Linked DNA regions of Mus musculus: regions 2 and 3 are each linked to region 1. Evidence: chromatin contacts called from public HiChIP or PLAC-seq data. All regions are on one chromosome and are shown on one strand. Each heading gives the region's core, a stretch centred on a gene start, on an enhancer-like site or on the middle of the called end of the contact. The rest is flanking DNA. Distances are from core to core; before and after follow the strand shown.

The links. HiChIP or PLAC-seq counts read pairs in DNA pulled down with a chosen protein or histone mark.
Region 2: an H3K4me3 HiChIP or PLAC-seq map of bone marrow-derived macrophages shows a contact between it and region 1, with 2.4 times the contacts expected there. The contact joins the promoter of Lclat1 here to the enhancer-like site in region 1. A contact is called at or near these places in 2 of 39 promoter capture datasets (liver and pre-B cells), 1 of 15 datasets of contacts at CTCF or cohesin (the NIH/3T3 cell line), 17 of 484 Hi-C or Micro-C datasets (B cells, CD8 T cells, the HL-1 cell line and 10 more), 9 of 115 datasets of contacts at active chromatin or transcription factors (the 230-238 cell line, bone marrow-derived dendritic cells, bone marrow-derived macrophages and 5 more) and 1 of 9 other capture datasets (adipose tissue).
Region 3: an H3K4me3 HiChIP or PLAC-seq map of bone marrow-derived macrophages shows a contact between it and region 1, with 4 times the contacts expected there. The contact joins two enhancer-like sites. A contact is called at or near these places in 1 of 15 datasets of contacts at CTCF or cohesin (the NIH/3T3 cell line), 24 of 484 Hi-C or Micro-C datasets (the 63-12 cell line, B cells, CD4 T cells and 18 more) and 10 of 115 datasets of contacts at active chromatin or transcription factors (the 230-238 cell line, CD8 T cells, the HPC-7 cell line and 7 more).

The regions. Positions count from the first base shown.
Region 1 is chr17:73,025,306-73,029,629 of GRCm38.p6, reverse strand. Gm41615 (a long non-coding RNA gene) reads left to right here. Exons shown (of 3, transcript XR_876939.3): 3 at 1,504-1,663. Among named protein-coding and RNA genes, the nearest start is that of Gm30420, 3.3 kb to the right of the region's middle. Within about 2 kb of position 2,274, at least 14 of the 459 cell types and tissues checked have an H3K27ac peak or open chromatin away from gene starts, as enhancers often do. A contact at or near this core is called in bone marrow-derived dendritic cells, bone marrow-derived macrophages and granulocyte-monocyte progenitors, where this site is marked.
Region 2 is chr17:73,106,014-73,111,073 of GRCm38.p6, reverse strand. It overlaps Lclat1 (lysocardiolipin acyltransferase 1), which reads right to left and starts at 3,089. Exons shown (of 6, transcript NM_001177967.1): 1 at 2,918-3,089.
Region 3 is chr17:72,936,398-72,940,811 of GRCm38.p6, reverse strand. It overlaps Lbh (limb-bud and heart), which reads right to left. Exons shown (of 3, transcript NM_029999.4): 3 at 1-1,556. The coding sequence ends at 1,368. Among named protein-coding and RNA genes, the nearest start is that of Lbh, 20 kb to the right of the region's middle. Within about 2 kb of position 1,786, at least 91 of the 459 cell types and tissues checked have an H3K27ac peak or open chromatin away from gene starts, as enhancers often do. A contact at or near this core is called in bone marrow-derived macrophages, where this site is marked.

The sequences.
Region 1 (4,324 bases), core at 1,025-3,524:
AAAATGGCATCTCTACCAACTTGGAAAGGGGTCATGTCATGTTTGAGTTCCAAACAGTGACGTGCCACATCTCAAAAGGAATCCAGTGCAGACTGATACAACTTTCCTTAGCCTCAGTGTCAGGGAAGGAACAGGCATGACAAGCCTGAATTTAATACAGCTAAAAACTGGAAGGATTGAGCAAGACTCTGGTGCCTGGTTTTACCTGCAAACGATCATGCTGGTGTTTCTGCACTTGCCACAATGAGGCCTTGAAATAGAAAATCAATCCGGTTACAAGGAAATAATAGCACTGTGGAGCCAGGCATTTTTGGCTGACAAAGTCATATTCCTCCATTTACTTCTTGCCTCCTTTTCTTCTTCCCTCAGCACGTCACCCATCCTGTCTACTCAAACCTGCTGAACTATGCTCTAGTTTATAGAAATGTGGGCCTAACAGGAGACCCCAGAAGGTGTAGCTTAGAAATAACAAAGCCAGAGGGAGTTTAGAAAGACACCATATCTTTATTCCTTTATTTTGCTAGTGAAGAACCTGAGCCCAGAGAGGGCCAAGAGTCCCAGAATAACTGAGCAGTAGAATCCAGAAAACCCATGTTGGGAGCTGCTCCCCCCAAGTCCTTCTCAGGGGGCCTCTCATCCCTCTCGGTCACTTCTCCATGGGCCTCTCTCCCAGCTATGCTCTCACTCGTAGCCACAGCTTGTAACCAGTCCTCTCCAAGCTCAGGCCCAAGTCTCTCAGGTTGTATCTGTGACATGCAGCAGATAGTGACAGGACAGGGAATAGAGCAGCCAGGGCTAAAGGGGACAGCTTGATGGGGAGATCTATGGGTATCTCCTATAAAGTGACCTCTTGGCCCCAGAACAAAGTGCTTCTCTAAAACACCATGGATCATGGCTTGTGGGAGACTACATGACACATGCCGGAGATTCTTTTCAAGCCACAATAACTTTGGATCCGTGGCAGCAAGTCTGTCTACTGGGCCCAGACAGCACCCTCCAGGCTATGGTTGTGAGGGAAGGAGATCTCGGGCTTTGCTCGGTTAGGAGCACTGCCTACCAAGATACCTCTCCAAACACAGAAAGCTCAAGGGAACAGCTGGTAAGGACTCCCTGCCCTAATGAGTCAACTCTAAGTCGACAAGTACCCTTACAAAGAGGGCAAAACCCAGCACTGAGTTTATGATCCTAGCCGTTATCCAACAGCATTGTCTCTAATCCTCTGGAAGACAGGAGTTCACTACCTACTTCGAAGAGATGAGAAAATGAAGTCAAGAAAGGCTAAGTACCTTAGTTATGGTTACTATTGCTGTGCTAACACAATGACCAAAAGTAACTTGAGGAGGAAAGGGTTTATTTGGCTTACACTGTCCATCATCAAAGGAAGTCAGGGCAGGAACTCAAGCAGGGCCGGAACCTGAAGGCAGGAACTGATTCAGAGGTCATGGAGGGGTGCTGCTTACTGGATTGCTCCTCATGGCTTGCTCAGCCTGCTTTTTTTTATAGAACCCAGGACTACCAGCCCAGGGATGGAAACACCTACAATGGATTGGGCTCTCCCCTACTGATCACAAATTAAGAAAATGCCCTATAGGCTTACTACAACTTTATCTTATAGAGGTATTTTATTCTTCTCTCCCTCCCTCTATCTGTTTTCCTTCCTTCCTCTCTCTTTCTTTCTTTCTTTCTTTCCTCTCTCTCTCTCACACACACACTCTCTCTCACTCTCTTTCCTTCTTCTGTTTGTTTGTTTGCTTGTTTGTTTGTTTTTCAAGACAGGGTTTCTCTCTGTAGCCCTGGCTGTCCTGGAATTAGCTCTGTAGACCAGGCTAGCATCACACTCACAGAGATCCACATGCCTTTGCCTTTCTAGTGCTGGGATTAAAGGCATCACCCAGCTATGGGGGTGGGGGTGGGGTTAAGCTGAAAGTCCCTTTCAGATAATGTTAGCTTGTGTCAAGTTGACATAAAACTGCCCAGCACACTAAGGGATTTGGTGAAGGTTACACAGTATTTAAGAGGGGTCCTGGGATTAGAATGCAGAAATGTCTTACTCAATGGGCCCTGACCTTTCAAGGTAGCTGTGATGTGTCTTTAGCTGCAAAGGAGCTCAGGGCCATGCTTCATGGCTTACCCAAGTCTCTCCTAGGAGTTTCTTTCCTAGACTTCCTTCTCATGAAAGTCTGGCTCAAAGGGAAGGGATTGTGCACAGTGTGATCTGTCCCAGAGTCACGCATTTGTTTCAGCTCTGGCCACATTGTCTAACCAACCACTTCTTTCCCAAGGAGGCTGTTCTTTAGACAGAAACTGGAACTGAATCTCAGGATCTACCGTTAGCCTGTTTCTGCTGCTGCAGAAGTTTCCAAGCCGTGTAATTATGAAATAGAGAGACAGCGTTCTCACGCTCCAGAGGTAGGACTGTCCAAGACCCAGGCACCAGTACATAAGGCCTTCTTCCTTCATCATAGCATGGCAGAGGGCCCATCACATAGCAACAGAAAAATTGTAATAACACTGTTGTCCTTATATGATCACCATTGGAGGTGGTGTCTCACTAATAAGATTTAATTTAACCCTGACTACCCCACCAATGTCTTCCTCCAAGCAGAATCAACATATGACATGAACACATGACTTGTGTGGGATTTTCTTTTTCTTTCTTTTTGTCCAGAGGAGGTCTCACTGGGCCACCCAGGCTGGTATTGAACTCCTGATCTTCCTGTCTCAGCCTCCAAAGGGCTGAGATTACAGGATGTGTCATCATTTCTGCCCGCAACATATGAACTTGGAAGAGATACATGTGATATGGAACCCACACTCTCTCAGTGATGTTCTAAGTTGTGACTGTAGCAGCCCCCAACTGGGAGCAGAACTCAGTGCAGGCTGATCACCTGTGAGCAGAGCCTCACTTAATCCAATAACGCCCAAGACCAAGTTAATACTCCCTGACGTTCATGACCTGTCAGTCAGTACTGAGCCCACACAATTAGCCAGCCATGATGAACAATTTCTTAAAGGAACTGTGCTAGTAGTTTTACATAACCCAGCCAAGTCATTCTTCTAGTCTTACATGGTGAGTTTCTGGATCCTAATTTGCTAAAACTGTATTTCGTATGACGTCTGCTAAAATGGTTTATTCTTACTGTCTTCGCAACCGTTATTTCTATTGTCTTCTGACCATGACCTAGATATGTTTCAAGGGCTTCGTTATAGGATTAAAATCTCTTCCCCTCATGTTCTCCCATTTGTCTCTCACACATGAATGTGCACCTAGGCACACACTTGCCAAAGGGAACCTCTACATAGAGGAATCTGAGGGCTGCTTCTCTTCCCACTCCACTCTTTAGGCACTGCCTGTGCTTGGAGTGGAGACTCTGAGGATATAGAAGGCCTGGCTATTGGACCAGGGCAGGGAAAATCCCTGTTGTCCTCTCCAGGTATCTCCTGCTCTCTGAAGGGTGACAGTGTCCTGCAGTGGTGAAGAGGCAGCCAGCCCTGTTCTGAATTAGTCCTGACTCAGAGCTGCGTGTGGTCCCCTGCTACATCCTGTTATGAAGGATGCTGGTCTCTGTTTCCATGAGCCTGCTCTCATTCCCTGTATTTCCTGTATCTGACAGGGAAGAAAGTCGGATACAGGAAATAGCTCTGGGGTTGAGAGAATCACCTGGCTTTTGCCTCTTTCTGGTGTGATGGCTTCTCGGGGCCTCTGTCAGGCCCATAGGAGTACTATGTGGTAGTGAGGACCCACCAGCCTGTGAAGCAGCCATCATGGTCAATGCCAGAGATCAAAGGAAGAGGTCATTTTGGTGGCATTAAAAATGAATACAGTGGTTATTTCAAAACTCTTTTGCTGGAGTTAAGAAGCAAAAATGTTGGATTTTACCTAGCCTTCCTCCTTTATGCTAATTCCCTAGTCCAGTGGCTTTTGCTGGCTATTGACTGTAGCCCAGAGACATTTTATTTTCCATACAAGGTTTGCATGCTTAGAGTAAAACATGCAACTGAAAGGGGCCAGGGAAATGGGTATTTGCATAAGCTCTATGTTCTATTGGATTCAATTTCATTTCTTTAATACTTTTGGCTATTGCTCATTTACTGAGCTCAGTGATCCACTACTGGCAGGTAGCACCCACAGTTTTGTTGTTGTTGTTGTTTAGTTTTTTTGTTTTTTTTTTTTTTTTTTTTTGAGACAGGGTTTCTCTGTATAGCCCTGGCTGTCCTGGAACTCACTTTGTAGACCAGGCTGGCCTCGAACTCAGAAATCCTCCTGCCTCTGCCTCCTGAGTGTTGGGATTAAAGGCGTACGCCACCATGCCCGGCTTGCACC
Region 2 (5,060 bases), core at 1,840-4,339, 81 kb before region 1:
GGATTAAAGGTGTGTACCGCCTTGCCTGGACCAAAGCTTTTCAGAGCCACTATGCCTCATGATTTGGAACAGCAACAACAACCAAAAAGCCTGTGTCTTCCAGCCTGGCTGGAAGATCTGGATCACAGGTGCGCCCTCCATTTCTGGACTGTAGTTCATTTCAGATAGAGTCAAGTTGAATAGCTATCACACCCTGCCTGTCTCTAAAAAATAAAAAAAGGGGGCTGGGTATAGTTCAGTGATAGAATACTTGTTTAGATGTGCAAGCCCCTGAATTCAATCCCAGTACAAGAAAGAAAGAGAGCCATAGGCTGGACTCACAATGCCAGCTGTATGGTTTAGGACAAATGACTTAAATGTCAACGAGCTCCAGTTTCCTCATCTGTTAAAGTACACACTTTACACGGATGTTGGGTGACTAAGTTGACACTTACTTATAAGGCCCTTGACATGCCACAAGCACAGCAGAATAAACTAATAAACGTCAATTCTTACCATACTGTTTTTAAGTCTTTTATATGAACACCCCTCCCTTAGAAACCTCAATGAATGTCATCTCTATTCAGAGACAAAGCACCTCACAGAAGTTACATAATTACCACATTTTAAGAAGCAACCTAGCTGGGTGTGGTGGCGCATGCCTTTAATCCTAGCACTTGGGAGGCAGAGGCAGGCGAATTTCTGAGTTCAGACCAGCCTGGTCTTCAGAGTGAGTTCCAGGACAGCCAGAGCTGTACAGAGAAACCCTGTCTCGGAAAAACAAAAACAAGAATAAGAAGAAGCAGCCCAGGGATCCACCCCATAATCAGCTTCCAAACGCTGACACCATTGCATACACTAGCAAGATTTTGCTGAAAGGACCCAGATAGAGCTGTCTCTTGTGAGACTATGCCGGGGCCTAGCAAACACAGAAGTGGATGCTCACAGTCAGCTATTGGATGGATCACAGGGCTCCCAATGGAGGAGCTAGAGAAAGTGCCCAAGGAGCTAAAGGGATCTGCAACCCTATAGGTGGAACAACATTATGAACTAACCAGTACCCCGGAACTCTTGACTCTAGCTGCATATGTATCAAAAGATGGCCTAGTCGGCCATCACTGGAAAGAGAGGCCCATTGGACACACAAACTTTATATACCCCAGTACAGGGGAACACCAAGGCCAAAAAAATGGGAATGGGTGGGTAGGGAAGTGGGGGGGGAGTAGGGGGGACTTTTGGGATAGCATTGGAAATGTAATTGAGGAAAATACATAATAATAAAAAAGAAAGAAAGAAAGAAGAAGAAGCAGAAGCAGCAGCCACCTAGTTACCACTACATATAACCTCAATCCTAGGCCAAACTGACTCTATCTCCCCAGATTCAGTTTGAAAGAGTCCCTCCTAACGTATGCAGGAGCCAACCTCTTTAGACCTGGTGGGAACATTTGCTCAAATTAAAGCCACGTGGAAACCACAGTGCAAGATACTCGGGGCACCCCTGAGACAGAAGCTATTAGGACTGAAGCTAAGTGCTCTGTGTCTTTTCAATTCCTTTACTAAATCAAAAACACCTAAGTCTAAGGCCTGGCGTGATAGCTCAATGGTTTAAAGCACTTACTCCTCTTTTAAGGGAGCAGGGTTGGGTTCCCCACACCCACATTAGGTGACTCAAAAACCATCTGAAACTCCAGCTCCAGTGTCACCACACTGTGTGGTGAATATAAACTCATGCAGCCTCGCATACACAAATACAAATTTTTTAATACATGAATTTTGCAAAGTCTTTCATCAAAATAGTATTTTAAAAAGTAGCCCATCCAACTCTTTAAACTTTTTGTGACAGGGGGTTTCTTTCCCGAAACACGTGATGGGTATGAATGGGAAGCATTTTATCTTGGTAAGGCCTTCACCAATTTCTTTTTCAATACTTTCCTTGGACTTAACTGAATGTAAAACTCAGCTCTGTCTACATCCAATCAGAGGCGACTAAGCCTTCAGGCAAGAACCAGGAAACAAAACAGCTCCACAACCACAAAGAAACACCTTATGCCTTGTCTTTATTGCTTCTGGTCAAACATAATCTTAGATGTTAAGATACAACTTGAGAAGCCGGGCGTGGTGGAGCACGCCTTTAATCACAGCATTTCGGAGGCAGAGGCAGATTTCTGAGTTTGAGGCCAGCCTGGTCTACATAGTGATACAAAGTGACAGCCAGGACTATACAGAGAAACACTGTCTCGAAAAAAAAAACAAAAACAAAAACAAACAAAAAAAGAACAACAAAAAAGATACAACCTGAGAGACCAAACCTGCCAGGTGGGCGTGGTGAAGCACGCCTGTTATCGCACCAATACAAGGGCAGAGGCAAGGACCATGAGAGGCCAGCCCTTAGCTAGAGCGAATGCCAATAAAAAGGAAAATTGGACTCGAAGTCAGCCTTCAATGTGGCCTATCGTTCTTTCTGTGGCACTGCCACCTAGACCTAGGGCACACCTCTGTCACCTGCAAGAAACAAACTGCTTGAACCCTGAAAAACTCTCTTGTGGGCCGTTCACGTGGCGACCCCTGGAAAGCCTTGTGCTCCTGGAATCTGGACCCTGACACACCGTAGGCGGTGTAGGGGGACCCGGCAGCTCCCGGGTTTCACCGAGGTGTGGTGTGGACAGGAAGGTGAGCACAGAAGGGGCACCCGACGCTCCTCGCCCCCGCATCCTGATCAGCTCTGGAGGCTTCGGCCTCCCTCCCAAGAGCCGATCGCCCTAAGCCCTCCACCCAATTCCCGCCAGTGTCCGTCCCCCAGGGCCCACCCGAGGAGGCCTGCTCCGGGGAAAAGCCGCCGAGCCGCAGCTCTCCATCCGCCCACTCGGGAAAAAAAAATCCCTTGGCTGCCGCCATGTTCCCGCGCCGAAGCCCACACCTGACACCGCGGGCCGCGCACCTGGGACACACCGGGGGAAACGCGCGACGTCGCGGGGACACTGGGGCGAGACAGCGACTCCACGGGGGTCACAACCTGGGAGAAGAACCCGCCGCTAATTCATCCCGAAGCGGGGAGGCGTCGAGCCCCGTCGCCTTAGTAATGCGTCCCTCCGGGCTCCACCCTGATTGGCTCCTGGCGCAGTGACGCAAGGCGTCTCCGGCTGCGTGGGAAGCCCTTGAACCGGGCGCTCCGCCCCTGCTCCGCAGTGGGGAGAGACCCCGGGCGTCGTCTAAGCTCCTTTAAAGGAACCGCGCCCCAGATCAGTGTGGCCAGGCGCAGATGCCTGCCAAAGCTGGTAGGGGTAGAGGAGCAAGAAACCAAAAATGAGAACTCAAGCGGTGGTCTCCGGGGAATCTAGTGGTTGCGTAGGGGGATGGCAAAGCTAGAGCACTCATTTGCAAGCCTAACGTTTACGTCAGGAATCAAAGGGCAATTTAGTATCCAGCCAATTCTAGAGCCTGAGTTTCTGCTGGCACAAAACTCAAGACACCTTCAACGCCTGAGGTTACCTCATGGAAAATAAATCGGAGGCAATCATTTACAACTCTTACTTTCTTGCCTCATGTAAAGAGCAAATGATCACGCAGTCAGTTCTAGAGCCAGGTTCCTGATGGTGTAAAACTAAACGCACCTTCATTCAACCCCTAAAGTTGCAGGATGGAAAACGCAGAGACACTAAATGACAAGCGTTATTTTCTTGCCCCAAGTCAAAAAGCAACTCCAGGTTCTGTGGTGCGCAACTGTTGCTAATTCGCAGTGTTTGCTCAAGTCTCAACGTTTCCTCTTCTGGATGGCCCAATCAGTTTTTATGTTGCTGTCGGGTTTTTGTCGTTGTTGTTGTTGTTGTTTGGTTTTTTGGGTTTTTTTTTTTTTTCTGTTTGTTGGTTTTTTTGGTTTTTTTTTTTTTTTCTGTTTGTTGGTTTTTTGGGTTTTTTTTTTTTTTTTTAAGTTTGGTTTGGTTTGGTTTGGTTTTGTAGGACACTCTTTTGGAAAGGTCTTTGTGCCTTTCTACAGTGTTGGATCTGGCTCCAAACCTACCAGACTAAGCACCTGGATGCTAGAGACTGGTTAATTTAACCTCTTTGCGTTTCCCCTGCACAATACCTTCTTGCTGACTTTTAACAGATAATAGACATCTTTAAAAATATGAAATGTCCACACATAGCCGACAGAGCCTTTCAACAGCTTTTCATTTATGTTTATTCATTTAATCTGTTTATTTAACATGAAACAGAGAGAAATGAATTTTTAAGTTCAGGGTAGCCTTGTGTGGTAGTACATGCCTGTAGTCCCAGCAGTCCCCATAACAGAGCCAGGAGACTGCCTCTGCAAGACTCTAAATTTTAAAAAACAAATGCAAGGTGCCTTCGCGCTCAGAGCCAGCGTTACCTCTCCTTTACCTTTATTCAATACTTAAGTGTTTGAGATGTGCCACAATTGTATTAGAAAACAGAAAATACAACGAAGGAAAAAAAGCAGCACAAAAATGCAGTTATCCCTCAGAGGTTGAACGGACCTCACTTTTGTCTCTAAACTCAAGAGTTCTGGGAAAATCTTAGGAATTTTAAGGCTTGTCATTGTTTTGAACTTAACATGGGGATCCCCCAGAACCTCTCAAGAATGCACCGCTGTGAGTTCTCTGAGGATTTAAAGAGTCTATACATAGCCTTCCCTCTACTAGAGATTCCTCTTTTGTTCTAATGGATTAAAGGAGAGTAGTGAAGAAAGATGGATACCCGAGACTCCAGGATAGCCCCCTCAACTTAGATCCTTTAACCAACATTTCTCAACATAAAAATAAATCAGAGTACTTTTCTTTCCCCAGTCTGTAGTTATTTAAGACACAAAAAAGGGGGGGGGGGCTAGGCAGTGGTGGCTCACAACTTTAATTCCAGAATTGGAGAGGCAGAAACAGGCAGATCTCTGTGAGTTCCAAGCCAGCCTGATCTATAGCATATAAGAGACTTTGGAAAAGGACTGAAGAAGAAGAAACGTGGGTCCTCATGTACAGCAGTCTCTCCTTCAGTCCTTGCAGCCTAAGAGTCCTCTCAGGTCTTGAAATTGAGCAGCAGATTAGAATTTTCTACTGGGGTGACGTCTG
Region 3 (4,414 bases), core at 537-3,036, 88 kb after region 1:
AATGTTAATTTCCCCATGCAACTGCTGCCCTTTCCAGAGACAGGTAAAGTGGGGAAGGAATAAAGGCTGCTATTCTACAAGGATACTCCAGCACACCCTGTATCTTCTCCCAACCTGTGCTCAGGAGCAACAAGAGGAGAAGCCGTGATCTCACAACAGCTACTGTCTCAAACTGGATGCCACAGCTGCTCCACTGGAGGGCTGATTCCCACATGGGAATCAATGCGGCACCACCCAGGCCCCTGCATGGAAGCCCGCTAGCCAGCTTCCCAACCAAGAAGCACACTCTGCTTTTAGCGCCCATGGAAGCCGGGCTGGGAAACCCATTGGAGTGGCCCTGCTGCAGGTCAGATGAACAGTGACAGGCCACAGCATAGCTGGGGACCGTCCACCTGACTGCTGTGGCCAAAGGAGAAAGGAAGGGCAGGCCTGAGAAAGCCGACACTTCTACCCTCCTGCTCCATAGAGATTACATAAGAATTCTTGGGAGATCCACCGTGGGAGGAGGCACTCCCTATTCAGGCTGCAGCCTTGGAGTGCCTCACAAGGGCAGGAAGTGCTCTGGCTGTTCCCCTTATATACTGGGAGGCAGAAGGGGGTAAATAGGGAGAAAAACTCAAAAGTACTATGTCTTAAAGCCTCCCAGGTCCCTGGGGACTCTGACAGCCTGAAGCATCTGGGGAATGGTGGTGGAGTCTTCCTTTCCTCTGTATCCCTCCATCTGGCTTCCTAGGCAGTTTACCTGGCCCGACTTCTCTGTGGGTGACCAAACACACTTGAAATGAAAACAAAGGCTGGTGGCTGTGAGCAACAGAGCAGGAGATAAGGACTTGGTTGTCAGATGCCCCAGTAGCCAGGACAAATGCTGGAAAGAGCAGCACTTCCTGGCTGTAGTTCTCTTTAAAAGTGTAGAGTTTGTTTTGTTTTGTTTTGTTGTTGTTGTTGTTCTTCTTCTAATCCAAAATCTTTCTTGCTCATTTGCTCACCCCCTCAGCCCGAACTGCACCCCCCCCCACACACACACATGTGCACGCACTGCCTCTGGCACTAGAGTTCAGATAGGGATCTTCGAAGCAGCACCCCTTCCCCCCACCCCCCCCTCCACCCCTGTTCTCAGCAACTTCCTTTCTCAGCCTTGCAAGTTGTCAGAGGGCTCCATTGCTCAACGAATTTAAAAACAAACCAAAAAAAAAAAAAAAAAAAAAAAAGAAGAAGAAAAGAAAACCGACTCGGTGATTTTCAGGTGCAAAACGGAAGCCTCGTTTGACATTTTCACAATGACTGTGGCTCATTCTCTTCTTCCATCACCATGGGAAAAACAGTTCAGGTGTGCTGGCTGGCATGACCCAGGCGAGCCTGCGTGGACTCTACTGGTCCTTCTTTTCATTTGTTGTCTCTTCACAGTTGTCTTGCTCATCCTCCTGGACCAGGAATTCCTCAGGAGGCCACCGGAGCTCCCCGCTTTCCACCTCCCCTTCAGTGGGTTCCACCACTATGGAGGGCAGGCGGTCCTTCAGCTTGCAGCAACGGTCAAAGTCTGATGGGTCCGGAAAGATCTGAAAATTTAAAGAACAACGCAGACATCTGGTCATATATACATCTGAAAGAGAAACGTGTTTCTTTCTTTACACACACACACACACACAGAGAGAGAGAGAGAGAGAGAAAGAGAGAGAGAGAGAGAGAGAACACTGGCTGTCTTCCAAGGATTATGTTCTGCCTTCTAAACACTGTGGGTGTAAGACAGAATCCAGGGGAATACGTTCTAGAGAAAACTATCTCTAAGCCAGATTTTTTTTCCCAATCCTAAAGCTAAAATTTTGTGGACCATACCACTGAACAAGAGGGTGGGTGTAACTCTGTTTCTAGTGCTTTACTTCTAGATAAAAGAATAAAAAAAGATCACGTTTCTCACGGTATGCCGGGCTTTGCTTTGGAATAAGCAAGCAGTTAATGCCTGCAATCCACACCATACAGCAGGCGCTAAAACATTACATTTCTGCCAGAATAATTATTGGTGCCCAGAAGAAATAAACAACCAAATCGTTCATCGTTTTAAACTAACACAGTCAAAAATCAAGTGTTGTTCGGGTTATGTTAAAAGTCCCAGGCTTGGGCAAACTAGTCATCTAGGCCCTTCTAGCCTGGACGGAACTAAGGCTCAACCTCAGGTGTGCTTGCTCCCATGCTCCTGTGTCACCTGCCTTTTGGATCTCATCGCAACTGCCAAGTCTAAGCCAGATCCAGATCCAGTCAAGGCCTCCAGTCACAAGCTGCCTGGGAAAAGCATCCACAGTGCCTTCCCTTTTCACCTGTGAGCGAGTCCTGGCTTCTTGCCATCAGTACACCTGGAAGACTCCAATCTCCTCCCAGAGTCCCGTGGAAGAGGCCCCAGTCCACTTATGTGGGTCCTTCCCAGTGCTGACCGAAACACTGAGCCAGGCTATAAAACTAGGGGCCAAGTCTGGCTTTGCTTTGCACATACTGCCCTGTGACTACAGCTGACCCAATTCTTTGCCCAGTAGCTAAGCACTTAATCCACCGAGCTGCTGGTCCCTTGCCATTCATAGCCCTCAGTGACACGCCCAAGAGGAGAGAGGAGCTCTGGTCTGGGAAATCTGGGGCTCACCAGATCACTGACACTTGGCACCTTCAAGGCCATCTCCTCCCACCTCTCTGTCTGACAGACAGGAAACCCAGGCCCCAGAGGGGGAAAGGGGACTTCACTGAAGGTCACACAGTCTGTTCAAATTCAAGTGGATGGAAACAGGCGTTGGGAGAAATCCTGGAAACTTGCCTGTTTTGCTGTACTCGGAGGGCAGAAGAAATGCTTATCCCACCGAACATCTGAGGTCTCCCAGGGTGTCTGATCTCCTAGATGCACTCGGAAGCCCGCGTGGGGCTTCTGAGAATCACGGGCCTCACAAATCGTCCCAATCCCTACAGACCAGTGATTATTAACCATTTATCCAATAAAGGCCTATTGCTTGGGATTAAGCCTTAAGCCAGCTGCAGGAGTACGCATCATTAAAGACTTAAAAGGGCTCATAAAATGTATCGTAATAGCTGCCAGAAGGAAAACAAACCAGGGAGGGGCTGGACCCAGGCGGGTCAGAGAGGTCTGGAGAAACTGGCCACCATGTCCTGTCACACTACCCGCTCTGATGTTTGCCCTTGTTGACTTGGTGGCGGGTTCACACTAATGAGTGTGAGCGGAAAGTGGATCAGCTAGGTTGGGGGGGGGGTCGTTTACTTGCTTTTATGGAGCTGAGCCCCTTCCTGAAGGTGAGGACATAAGGCATCTTCCAAGCATGAGCTCTGAGGTGTGATGCAGGGGCTCCCCGATGATGAAAGCACTCTTTAGTTTACAAAGCTCTATCAGATAGGACTTCACCGAGACAGCACTACCACCCCGGGGTTAGCAAGCATCCGGGACCCTGAAGGTCAAAAGGCAGAGCTAGCATTCAGATCTCATTCTGAACTAGGTAGGATAGACCCAGGATACACATGACCTCTCAAGCCACAGACTATCACAAAGGACTCGGGCAACCCAGGCCGGCAGAAGCAGAGCAACTGATTTTACTATGAGTTAGCAAAGCGATGCTTGTGTTGTATGGAAGACAGTGCTGATGAGCCCAGCCATAGCAGAGCAGAGCCTCTGTCTCCATGATAACAGTATAAAGTAGATAGCTGTACATTCCTAAGGGGGGGGGGGAAGAAGAAGAAGAAGGAGGAGGAGGAGGAGGAGGAGGAGGAGGAGGAGGAGGAGGAGGAAGAGGCTACATTCCTAGAAATCAGCTGCTCCTGGACCCAGATGTCTAAAGGACCCGGATGTCCATTCCTTTGAGGACATAGGGCTAAGGCACTGGCTCTGGATTCGTATTATTCCCTTGACATCCACTGCATGACCCCTGTCAAGGCCTCTCAAGCTCCCCCACCCCCCCACCCCCCCACCCCCGCTCAGTTTCTCCTCCAGAGAAATGAAATGGCCTTCTTATCACACAAGATGGCGTCCAAGTTCTTGGCCAACACAGAAGTAATACAATGCTTGAGGGCAGAAACAAAATTCAAACAACAATGTCTTCTTTGCAATGGCCCCCTCAGATGCAGCGTTAGTTTCCATGCTCCAAGCGTGAAGCCATCCTTCTAACACAGTCATGAAAACAATATCCACCAATGGCTTTCATACCAAAAGCTCCACAGCCAAGTCTTTTAAGTCCTCCGTAGGGGGTGGGGGTGGGGGAGCAATCTGAGCATTGAGAGTCTGATACTGTGGTACTTGCCAAAGACCTTTGCACTGTGACCTACTCAAAGCAGGAACCATTAAAGAGAAAAAGTTATTTTTACAAGTCATTGTATTTGTAAAAAAAAAAAAAATCACTATAATAATTGATATACCCCTTCCATCAGAGAT